Linked DNA regions of Mus musculus: regions 2, 3 and 4 are each linked to region 1. Evidence: chromatin contacts called from public HiChIP or PLAC-seq data. All regions are on one chromosome and are shown on one strand. The core of a region is the stretch at or near the end of the contact, and the rest is flanking DNA. Distances in the headings are between cores, read along the strand shown.

Evidence for each region. HiChIP or PLAC-seq counts read pairs in DNA pulled down with a chosen protein or histone mark.
Region 2: a contact with region 1 is called in a CTCF HiChIP or PLAC-seq map of CD8 T cells, with 5 read pairs. The contact joins two enhancer-like sites. A contact is called at or near these places in 3 of 15 datasets of contacts at CTCF or cohesin (CD8 T cells, large pre-B cells and pro-B cells).
Region 3: a contact with region 1 is called in a CTCF HiChIP or PLAC-seq map of CD8 T cells, with 6 read pairs. The contact joins two enhancer-like sites. A contact is called at or near these places in 10 of 39 promoter capture datasets (the HPC-7 cell line, cranial neural crest, embryonic stem cells and 3 more), 1 of 15 datasets of contacts at CTCF or cohesin (CD8 T cells), 1 of 115 datasets of contacts at active chromatin or transcription factors (CD8 T cells) and 1 of 9 other capture datasets (liver).
Region 4: a contact with region 1 is called in a CTCF HiChIP or PLAC-seq map of CD8 T cells, with 6 read pairs. The contact joins the promoter of Lrif1 here to the enhancer-like site in region 1. A contact is called at or near these places in 2 of 15 datasets of contacts at CTCF or cohesin (CD8 T cells and pro-B cells) and 3 of 115 datasets of contacts at active chromatin or transcription factors (CD8 T cells, DN3 thymocytes and bone marrow-derived macrophages).

What each region holds. Positions count from the first base shown.
Region 1 is chr3:106,448,258-106,451,051 of GRCm38.p6, forward strand. No RefSeq gene overlaps it. Among named protein-coding and RNA genes, the nearest start is that of 2010016I18Rik, 36 kb to the right of the region's middle. Within about 2 kb of position 1,439, at least 70 of the 459 cell types and tissues checked have an H3K27ac peak or open chromatin away from gene starts, as enhancers often do. A contact at or near this core is called in CD8 T cells, DN3 thymocytes and pro-B cells, where this site is marked.
Region 2 is chr3:106,874,434-106,877,227 of GRCm38.p6, forward strand. It overlaps Gm35507 (a long non-coding RNA gene), which reads right to left. Exons shown (of 4, transcript XR_375943.1): 2 at 2,276-2,423. Among named protein-coding and RNA genes, the nearest start is that of Gm35507, 3.5 kb to the right of the region's middle. Within about 2 kb of position 1,403, at least 21 of the 459 cell types and tissues checked have an H3K27ac peak or open chromatin away from gene starts, as enhancers often do. A contact at or near this core is called in CD8 T cells, where this site is marked.
Region 3 is chr3:106,830,904-106,833,697 of GRCm38.p6, forward strand. The region is part of intron 3 of Gm35507 (a long non-coding RNA gene); the gene reads right to left. Among named protein-coding and RNA genes, the nearest start is that of Olfr266, 9.7 kb to the left of the region's middle. Within about 2 kb of position 1,433, at least 104 of the 459 cell types and tissues checked have an H3K27ac peak or open chromatin away from gene starts, as enhancers often do. A contact at or near this core is called in CD8 T cells, where this site is marked.
Region 4 is chr3:106,720,330-106,723,123 of GRCm38.p6, forward strand. It overlaps Lrif1 (ligand dependent nuclear receptor interacting factor 1), which reads left to right and starts at 1,353. Exons shown (of 4, transcript NM_001039488.1): 1 at 1,353-1,777. The coding sequence starts at 1,716.

The DNA.
Region 1 (2,794 bases), core at 189-2,688:
GTCTTGTGGGAAGAGTTGTTTCAAGGTACCTTCTATCAGTGTGTGCACATTTAATCTCTATAAATTCTCATTGACTAAGAAATGTTAAAATGTTCACAACAAAAAAAAATTTTAGAAATCACTTTTAAGAGAAAAAAGACCTGACCAGAGATCTAAGACCCCCTTATCTGCATTTTGAAACAGAACCTAAAGTTAAAAACCCCTATAACTTTGCTTGAACTTGGCATTCTTTGTCAGTCTGAACTGAGATCTTCTTGTCTTTTGGTGGGTATTTCCAACGATGCTGAAAAAGATCATTCTAGTATATCACATGTATCACTGTGGATGGACACATATAAACACACACTTGCTAGCATGTTTTTGAGGGCATTTGTCTTGGTATTTTAACTAGGTGACCAGATCCAATCTCAGGAAACTAAAGTCATCAGTGATCTCTCTACCATTTTCTGACAGGATGCTTTGCTATGTTGGTACATGAAGACTAGAGTAACAGCACCATCTTGTGGTCAGTGATGGGCAGTTCAATGCCATGTACTGTCCTAAGATTATTTCCCAACTTCTTTCTTAGCAGGGGTTAAGTTAATAGGACACATACCCCTACAGGAGCACTTGAGAGCCTTGTTAAAGTAAACTCCAGAGTAAGTATTAAAATGGCCTCTTCCCAGTGCAAGGACTATAAATTTAAAGACAGGCATTTGAAGACAGGTGAGACCTTCAAGACTTTACTAAACCTAGAGAACATGAAAGATGTAGTCATAGTGAAGAACCAGGAAGAAAAAATAACCTGAACTTCAGGGCATCCCCTACCCTCATACTCACCTTGTCTGTGAACTCTTTCTGCATAAAAAGTTACTGACAAATCTAAACTAAAATCTCTTGTACAGTGTGTACATACCTAGATGGTTACAAGGTTGTGTAATGGTAGATTTTAATCTCTTCCCTTCCACTAAGTGGAAAGTGAAACCAAGACTATTTGTTGGTCCTTCATCCTCAATCCAGTGTCTTTTGGGCATGGGCTTCAAACAAAACACCAGAGTCTGACATGCAGAGTGGGGCAAACCTATAGATCTTGAGCCTAGGAGCAAAGACAGGAAGATGAAAAGCTCTAGGCTTGTCTATTCTACCCAAGCAACAGCTTACCTATAAAAAGATTAAAGAGAAGAAAGAAAAGAAAGACCTCAGGAGGTCATTAAGTGTGTAAGTACAAGAACAAATAAATGATCATCTGTGCCCTTTTTATTGGCCTCAATACACACAACAGATCAGCTGCTGGCCATGAACTAACGAACTAATGGAAGAATGGGTGATTTACTGGAAGCCCGGGTACAGTGGTTGGTTTTGAACTGAAGGATGTTCATGAACATTTGCCTGTGTTGAGTCACCCATATGGAGAACTTTGTTTAAACACAGGATGTGGGCTGAGATCGTCTTCCTGTCTATGTTTTGGGGTGGAGGATTGGCACTGAATGTGTCTTTGATCTCCTCCTAATGTTTGATGAGGGAGGGGCTTGAGATCTTCAAAACTGAGAGTTGAGGGAGAAAGTGAGAGAGGAGGATGTAAGCACCAGTCAGTCATGGGGCAAAACCTCTGGGGACTCATGCTATAGAAGACAGGATGGACACTGACAGGATCTGAGGTGATCGTTCCTCATTCTCTACGGTGCTGTCCAAACTTAGTTACAACACAGAGTGTATCAAGTTCTTGTGAATTGGGCATAATAAGAGTAACTCCATATTGATTTCCAAAGTGATTGTACAAGTTTTCACTCTTACTAGCAATGGAGGAGTTGTCCCCTTGCTCCACATCCTCACCATCATGAGCTGCCACTTGAGTTTTTGGCCTTAGTCATTCTGATAGGTATAAGATGGAATTTCAGAGTCACTTTGATTTACATTTCCCTGATGGCTAAGGATGTTATATATTTCTTTAAATGCTTCTTTCCCATTAGAGATTCTTCTGTTGCTAATTTTCTATTTGGCTCTGTACCCCATTTTAATTGGATTTCCTGGGTTTTGATGTCTAGTTTCTTGAGGTTTTCTTAATAAATATTTTGGAAATTAGCCCTCTGTCAGATGTAGGATTGGTGAAGATATTTTTCCCAGTCTATAGGCTGCCATTCATCCTTACTGATGGCATCTTTTGCCTTACAGAAACTTTTCAGTTTCAAGAGATCACATTTATTAATTGCCAATCTTAGTCTTCTGTTCAGAAATTGTCTCCTGTGCCAATGCATTTAAGGTTAGTCCCCAATTACTCTTTACTCAGATTCAGTGTATCTGGTTTTATGTTGAAGTCTTTGAGCCACTTGGACTTAAGTTTTCTGTAGGGTTAAAGATATTGATCTATTTACATTCTTCTACATACCAACATCCAGTTCGACCAGCAGCATTTATTTCTTTATTCCATTGTATTATTTTGACTTCTTTGTTATAAATCAGTTGTCCATGGGTGTGTGAAGTCCATCTGGGAATTCAATTCAATCCCATTGATCAATCTGTGTTTTTATGCCAAAACCATGTGCTTTTTTATTACTATAGGTCTGTAGTAGAGCTTCTTCACAGCAGCTTTCTGTGTAAGAGCTGGAAATAGGAAAGCACCCTCAACTAAAGAATGGATTTTAAAAAGTGTGGTACATTCACACAATGGGATATTACTCAGCTGTTAAAAACAATGATGTAGTGAAATTTGCAGGCAAATGTATGGAACTAGAAAAAAATTCATCCTGACTCAGAACAACAAACATGGTATGTACTCACTTATAAGTTGATATTAGCTGTAAAGGATAACCATGTT
Region 2 (2,794 bases), core at 153-2,652, 430 kb after region 1:
TAGCGGGAGCCAGGCTGTGTTTACAACTGAGAATAGGAACAGCCCTCAGTTAAGATCAGCTAAACACAGGAGCCAGATGAATGCTCTGATGCAGTGCTAGTCTATTGTTAAACCCACCACCAGGGGTCCTTTAGTAAATACCTGATTATGCTATTCCTCTGGGCATAGTAAAAAACCTGCAACAGGGGAATTCTGTTCTATGAACCCTTACATGAATAATACTACCACAACCCACCTATTTTCTAGGCCATTGTGTATTTCTGTATATGGGTGTGACTCGGCTATTGTTCTAAGTAATTACTATGTAGACTAGTCCTGAGCTTTCTAGCTCTTATTCGAGTAAATAGTAATGCCTGATTTTTTTCAGTCTCTACCAGAGGTAAATTTGAATGTTGCTGAATAGATAAAATTCTTACTGAATTCCTTTTTTATTTTTCCCTGTCGGCTCAAGGACTTTCTAGGACATTGGAACACTGGCGGAGGCTTAGCTATATGTCAAAATCAATCCTTAAAGACACTCATCACTGGAAAGAGAGGCCCATTGGACACGCAAACTTTATATGCCCCAGTACAGGGGAATGCCAGGGCCAAAAATTGGGAATGGGTGGGTAGGGAAGTGGGGGGGGGGGGTATGGGGGACTTTTGGGATAGCATTCTAAATGTAATTGAGGAAAATACGTAATAATAAAAATATTTTTTAAAAAAAGACACTTATAATCCCAGCACTTGGGAGGCAGAGGCAGGCAGATTTCTGAGTTCAAGGCCAGCCTGGTCTACAAAGTGAGTTCCAGGACAGCCAGGGCTATACAGAGAAACTCTGTCTCGAAAAACAAAACAAAACAAAAACAAACAAACAAACAAGGCACTTATAATAAAGCAATACTGAAAGAGAGCACACGGATCCATACACCAGATTAACTCAGGGTCAGGTTTTGAGTATATGTGCTATTGGAATGCCAAGGTTCCGGGAGACTAAGTTTCCATGAAACTCTTTGCCTCAGGACTGCTTCTAGGTTTCTAGGCCTGTCATGTGAGTCACTACTGGGGTGGATGTAGCAGTCTAAAAACAAAGAATTGATAAAACCGTGATTAGAAATATGGACCCTATGGTCTGTGGAGGGGATACAGAGTATATCACATATTAATCATAAGACTCAATTAGTGCTTTGATCAACTAAACCTCAGATTCATTATATGAAAAATGAGAACAGTCGTACCAATCTTGCATAGTCTACTATGTGCATTCAATGGCTTGATCCACATAAAACACCTAATAGAGTCCCTGGTGGGGACTAAGTGCTTAAAATTGAGGTATTACCAAAATAGAAACTCAAAGACATACTGGCTAAATGCATGAGGAAAAGGAGATGAGTCAGAGACTATGCTAGAAGATGGCAAGCAGATGGAGTGAGTCAGAAGACTGCACAGAGCATCTGTACTATGGCATTGCCAACCCCAGGACAGGCCAGTTTAAAGCTAGTTTTGTCTGAAATGGCTATCAATATTGAATATCTAAACAAAAATTCTTTTTGGCCCCATTTTATTCTAGTCACCTAAAAGTTATTACTACAGCAACTGACACATTTCTGGGGAACTGAATAACCCATTTTTTTCACCTCCTCTGAGGCCAACTCTAAGACACATAATCTAGCACCCTCATTATTCTTGGGCATAAGTTGCAGGGATCACAGGACCTTCAACCATGTGAGCAAGTTTTATGCTCCTGGGAATGCTCATTTGAAATACAAATAACAACCTTTACCTCTGAGAAAAGGGAACATTCTTATCTAAAACTATTCATCCTCCCTGGGGGCCCATATTCTTGTAACTTTAAAAAAGTTGTCCACAGAGAGTTAGGGAGGTTTTTTTTGGTAACTCTACTGGTGAGCATGGGAGGAAGTGAAGCCTTAATCTTTGGGCCATTTCTCATTAAAACCAGATAAGTCTTAGCTACTCTATATTCCCCTGATATCTAACACTCTACATGTTTAATAATGTCCCTTAGGCTTTCAGGCCAATTTAAACAAAGAGATTATGAAACTTTTGCATGATGGTTCATAGAAATCATGTTTAATTATTTAGTCACCCTTACCACTGGCATCGTCCAAGATTATCCATTGTTAAGAGCTCTTAGCTTAATTCTTTTGTCACATCAGGCTGTTCCACATTGGAGGATGGAAATATTTGATAAAGACCAATGCCTCTATTCATGCTTCATTTACCAGCCTTCACCATCTGATTTATAAGCATGGGTTAAGAAGGCTTCAGGAGATACCTGATACAAATCTGTAAGGAGCTGAAAGGATTCATCCATGCAAGAGTCATTTATCAGTTCAGGATGTCAGTTTTGAGAGGCCTTCTCTATGATGTTTCTTATTTCTTCAATGAGTCTAAGGTTGCTGAAGCAATCTCCAATAAAAGTCCTGGTACAAATAAACACAAATGCAGAAATGAAGAGGACAGGGTTCCTTCACATTCTGTACTAAGCGGTAAAATCCCCTGGAACTCCTCTAGGAAACAATGAACTATTGGGCCCAGATATCTCATCTATAAAGTTTTGGCACTTGACTACCAATGTGGTTCCAATTGTCATTTTATAAAATCTTCAATGCCAAAGCATCATAACATGTTATTTTTTTCTTTCGTTTTTAATATTTTAAATAATTTTTACAGTTCAGTCACTATCCCCCTCCAGTTCTGCCCTCCAACAGTTCCCCATCCCATTCCTCCTCCCCATCTCCAAGAGGCGTCCCCACACCCCAATACCCTACCAGGCCTCCCCACTCCCTGGGAT
Region 3 (2,794 bases), core at 183-2,682, 380 kb after region 1:
AGACTGTCTGAGACAGCCTTTTCATTTTGCTTTGGCTTTCCCAGGAACATCCTTTTGTGCTGATCTGTGTGTATTCTGCTTGTGCTTTTCATCCTCTTATACAAGTTTTCTTTGATTCTTAAGATGGGACAGGCACAGAGCACCCCACTGGGCTCAGTCATAAACCATTTTAAGGATGTCTGCTGAGTTTCAGAAGATTCAGGTCTTATTGTTCATCCTGGCAAATTAATCATCTTTTGCAGGAATGAATGACCCACCTACAAAGTAGGATGGCCTGAAGAGGGGACTTTACATCTCCTCACCATCTACAGAGTAAAAGTTGTTGTCTATGATGCCAGGGGCCACCTGGACCAGGTGTCATATACCATCACATGGCAATACCTGGTCAAGAAGCCTGCTGCTTGGATGAGACCCTTTTTGTCACTGATCTCACTACTCCCTGCTCTCCTTCCTCAGAAGGATTGTGGGTCACAGCCCTCTGGCTTGCTCCCCCTTTCGTTCCCAAGGAAGATCTCTGTCCTCCTTATGTCCCTGTCCCTGCCACCACAACTCCTCCCCAGCTGACACAGGCAGAAGGAGGAGCATCCCCTGATTCTCCTGATTTCACTTGAAGTCCACTCCATATTCCAACCTATACTGCCTAGAGGGCTGACTCTACTACTATCCTGCCCCTCCAGGCTACAGGAACTCTCTTAGTTAAGGTTTTACTGCTGTAAACAGACATTATGAACTCTATGCCCATGGTGACACACTTCCTCCCACAAGGACGCACCTATTCCAACAAGGCCACATCTCTAAATAGTGCCACTTCCAGGGCCAAGCATTTTCAAACCACCACAGGACCCCCAGATGTCAGAGAAACAGCTCATGACCTATGTACCATTTGCCAGGAATGATCTTTGCAATTAGAAACTGCAGAACCCTCAATTTTCAGAAAAACCACCAGCTCTCACATGCCTTTTAGACTCAATTATGTTGACTTATCAGCCTACCTATGACAACTGCCACAACCACTCTGGGTCCTCTTCACAACAGAGGAAAGAGAGAGCATTGCAGGAGCAGCCCAGAAATTGGTTCTGGGGACAAATGGGGTAACCACCCAGATCCAGGCTATTATTGATTCAACCTTCCCTTAGGCTCAACCCAACTGGGATTATAACTCTGCTGAAGGTAAGGAGAGGCTCCAGGACTACTGCCAGGTTCTGATTATGAAGTCTGGATTCAGAGACATAACTACAGGACTCTGGAACCTCACTGGAAAGGATCTCACACAGTGATACTGACCACAACAGCTGTTAAAGTGGACATGGATACATCACTCCCACATTAAGCCTGCCTGGAGAAAGACAGCCCAGCAGTTGAAGTCCTGCCAGAGGAGGCACCCTGATGAATTGATGCAAGAGCAACGGAAGGTCACACCACATCCTGTTGATCCACTGAAGCTATGACTCCAATGCTCCTGATTCTGCATGCCTGTAACTTGCTGCCTATTGCATCACCCTTACCAGTCCCACAATCTGACATGAACAATAACTAATACCAGGACTGAGGGCATCTCTACCAAACCTCTAAGATGTACCCAGCAAATACTTGGTTTCCTGATTTGGTCTTTGACCTGGCCAAACTGTTACAAATAACCTGGGCTGACTAATTTATCAAAAATACTCCCTCTTCATCTGCCCTGGGCATGACCAAGACAAAACATAGAGAAAGAAATGTGAGATGACAGCAGATTACTTCTATGCAAGTTGGGGCTGTGAAACTACTGGAACTATATACTAGACCCTACCCTGGAAAAATAAGTATATTATGCTCACTAGAGTTGGGGAAAACTCTTATATGTCAGACAATAGGTGTAATCTGGTTCGCATACATGTCACTGAAGCAAAGAAAAGTCAGATAGAAATGGGAAAAATGGGGCCTAAAACTATATGAAAAAAAAAAAACCAAGATATCACACCAAGACCAGGGGCCCTGTTTACCATACAGCTGATCAGCATTGTTGGACTCAGACTCCCACTGGGCCCCCATAATGTATTGGCAAAGCCAAATTGATCACCTCCTAAGCCTTCTGCCACCTGCACTGACCACTTCATCCAAACACATCACCTTTTGTCCCAGCAAAATCCCAAACCAGGACCCCCTGCAATTATAAGAGGCCATTTTCCAGGTTCTTAATTATTCTCACCACAATCTAACACAAGACTGTTGGTCATGCTTGAATGCTTAACTCTCTTACTATGAAGGAGTGGCAGCCTTTGGGGATTCCTCACAGATCATCAACAGCACTCAATGTAGATGGCTACAATCAGACCAAAGAAATTTAACCCTATAATCTATAACAGCACAGGGATTCTGTATTGGAAACCAGGTTTCCACCCCTGCAACTGCACCACATCCCTGGCCATTATAGATATATGCTGCCCCCAGAGAATGCTTGGTGGGCTTGTGTCTTGGATTCATACCATGGATTTTCATTCTAATTATAAACACGACCAGGGATTTTAATATACTGGTTCAACTTGTTCCTAGAGTGCATTACTACCCAGGGGAGGATTTCTTCAAACAACTGACCCCATCATCCAATCAGGTAAAGAGATTGGCCATTTCTGCTGTATTGCTAGGGGTCCCTCCTTAGCCAAGGACTAGCTGGAACTGCTGGCATAGGGGCCTCATCCCTAATACTCCAGGATAAAAATTACAAGCCCTTACAGATGACTATAGATACAAATATACAAGAGTTGAAAAAAGTCTACCATGGCCCTACAGGATTCCCTACCTTCCCTGGCAGAGG
Region 4 (2,794 bases), core at 103-2,602, 270 kb after region 1:
AGGCAGCCTCCCAAGTGCCGTACCCCCCCCCCCCACACACAACACACACACACACTTAGACACACACAAACTCTTAGAGAGGGTTCTCACTGTATAACCCTGGCTAACCTGAAACTCACTTTGGTGACTAGGCTGACCTCAAATTCAGAGACCCACCTGCCTCTTCCTGAGTTCTGGAATAAAAGGTGTGCACAGCAATGTGTAGCAAAACGCATTTGATTTTTTTGTTTGTTTGTTTTAGTTGTTGTTGTCATTGTTGTTTTTTCCTAGTAACTTTGATTACATAGACAAAAGATGCCATAAAGCTTGAAAGCATTAAGGTCTGCCTATCTTTCCTGATGTCTTTAGTATGAGAACAGGGTACTTTATTGTCAAATAAATGTGCTATACAAAAATAGGAAAATGATACTTTCTCTTGACATATCAAAACCTGAAGTTCTTAAAAATCTTTAACGTTTAGCAGTTAGGGGTATGAGTAAACCTTTCTTCTTCCCTTTTTGTGAGACTAGATTTCATGTAGTTCTTGATGGCCTTCTACTAAGTAGCCAAGGGTGATCTTAAAGCCCCTATCGTCTTGCTTGTACTTTCCAAGCGCTAGAATTGCATATGTGTGTCACTAAGCCTGGTAATTCCATTTTTAAATAACCATATAAACCTTCAAATTGTCTACCTTATCAGTGTCCTGAATTTGAACACTGCAGCATACAAGATTGCCTATGTCAAATAAAATTTTATCTTTGAAAACACTTTCATAATATTCCACACCTAATTAAACTATAATTCCTCCTACCCATTAAACAGTATGATCCCAATTCTCAAATAGTCATTAACTGCAGGACTCTAGAGAATTCTTAGAGCTGGTTTCTGGAAATTAAGAGTTTCAAAAAGTTTATACAGGGGATTTAATGCACAGACACTCAAAGAATTGAATACATGACAGTAAGATACAGTTTTAACTGAGGTGTTAGTGTGGGAATGGAGAAAATGGTTAATCGATTAATGTAGAGCAAAACTTCAAGAAACAGAAAAAAATAATCACTTCTAGCCATGAGAAGGGAGATAAAGGTTTTCAACAATTTATGGCAACTACCAAATGCCTATCTGTGTCTACTGAATAAAACTGCTAAGGAGGACATTATTACATTGGCTTGCAAAAGCGCATGTACAAGTGCAGACAATTTAAGCCTGACACCGGAAGTATTTCATTTCATGTAGGCAGTGAAAGCACTTTCTCTTTTAGTTCCTCCTTTGATCCGGAAGAAGAGACCTCAACCTTCGCTGTCGATTGGACCACGTCATAAGGGCGGGGCCATGGCGATCCATTCGCCTTGGTAACCATATGTGACGTAGCTGTATGCCTAGGATCCCTGGCTCTAGGAGCTCGGTTTTAGTGGGCGCAGACTCCGATCAGGCCCTGTCGTGGGTGGTGCTATTGATGCCACGCCCCCCACGTCCTCTCTGACTGGCTGTGATGCGTCACGTAGCCAGAAGAGACTCGCCGGAAAACTGTGAGCTTGCCTGAGGTAGGAGTCTTCCGGCTTCTACAGCCACTTCCCACGGAAGCTGGGGGAGCCGCCCTCTCAACTATCTCCCGTCACACCCTTCTGTTCGCTCGCCTCAGACGCTGCCCTTCCACACCCGTGCTCTGGTTCGCGCCTACTTGGGGACGCTGTCCCCCCAGTATTCACTGCCCTATCCCCTCCCACCCATCTAAAATGTCTAATAGTCTCCAGAGCGTCATTCTGAAAACCGCAGAGGAAAAGTCAGGCTCGCGCTGGTAAGTACCAGTTCCCAGTTCTTCAGGCGCCCGCCCACACCCTGTGACTTAGGTTGTCATGGCCGCGTCAGCTGACGTTCAGCCGCGCGCACCGGGTGCTAGCTGCGGGGATGTGGGAGCACAGCGCCATCACAGCACACCTCCTTACACCGCACCCACTGCACACCAGTGCAGAGCCCTTGGCTCCCAGTCCTCTCCAAAATGTAAAGCAGCCCGCGATTACAACGCAGCTACCATCTCCTGGCCCCCAGCGCGCCCTACGCCACCCGCTCGAATTTCATAGGCGGAACAAGTAGATACCCACGGAAGTAAAACCAACTTGGCGATGCTCCAAGAATCTCAAACACTTACCAAAACACCCATCGTGGATTAGCAAGTGCAGCCCCGCGGCGCTGTAACTTCAAGTGAAAATAGTCCCATTTTAATGTACTTAGAAAATGTGTTCTAGAACAAGGGACTTTAGTATTTGAAAATTTCAACTAATATGGAGAAAAGTAAAAACTTGAAATGTGTTTTTCCAGGTAACACATTTGAAACGGGTCTAAAAGGGGTGCATCTCATTGGTTGTCTCTACAAAGGAACAGTTGGAACACTGTATGGCTCTGGTTAGGTAGGAAACTCACTATAGCCAGGACTGTCCACAATACAGCCTGGGTTTACCTCGTGTTAGGATTACAAAGGGTTCTGACAGTCTTTGGTTTGGAAATGTATCACCAGTAACATTTTTCTTTTAATTTTGTGTTAATCCAGATGAAATAAAAGCAGGAACAACAGAATATTCCTTAAGGAACAATTCTTTAATTTATGCTTTCCAGAGTTAATGAGTGCTTGTTGAGAAGCAAAGATTAGTAAGTCTGTAGAAGGTAAATGAACAACATAAAATCTAAGAGCAAAACTGATGAAAGGGGATTGTGGTTGAAAAAAGAAAATCTACCTGGTGTTTATTGCAGCTTTGTTTGTTACCATTTATGAGACTAATGTTTCACTTTCTAATAAAAATAATGGTATCAGGGAATA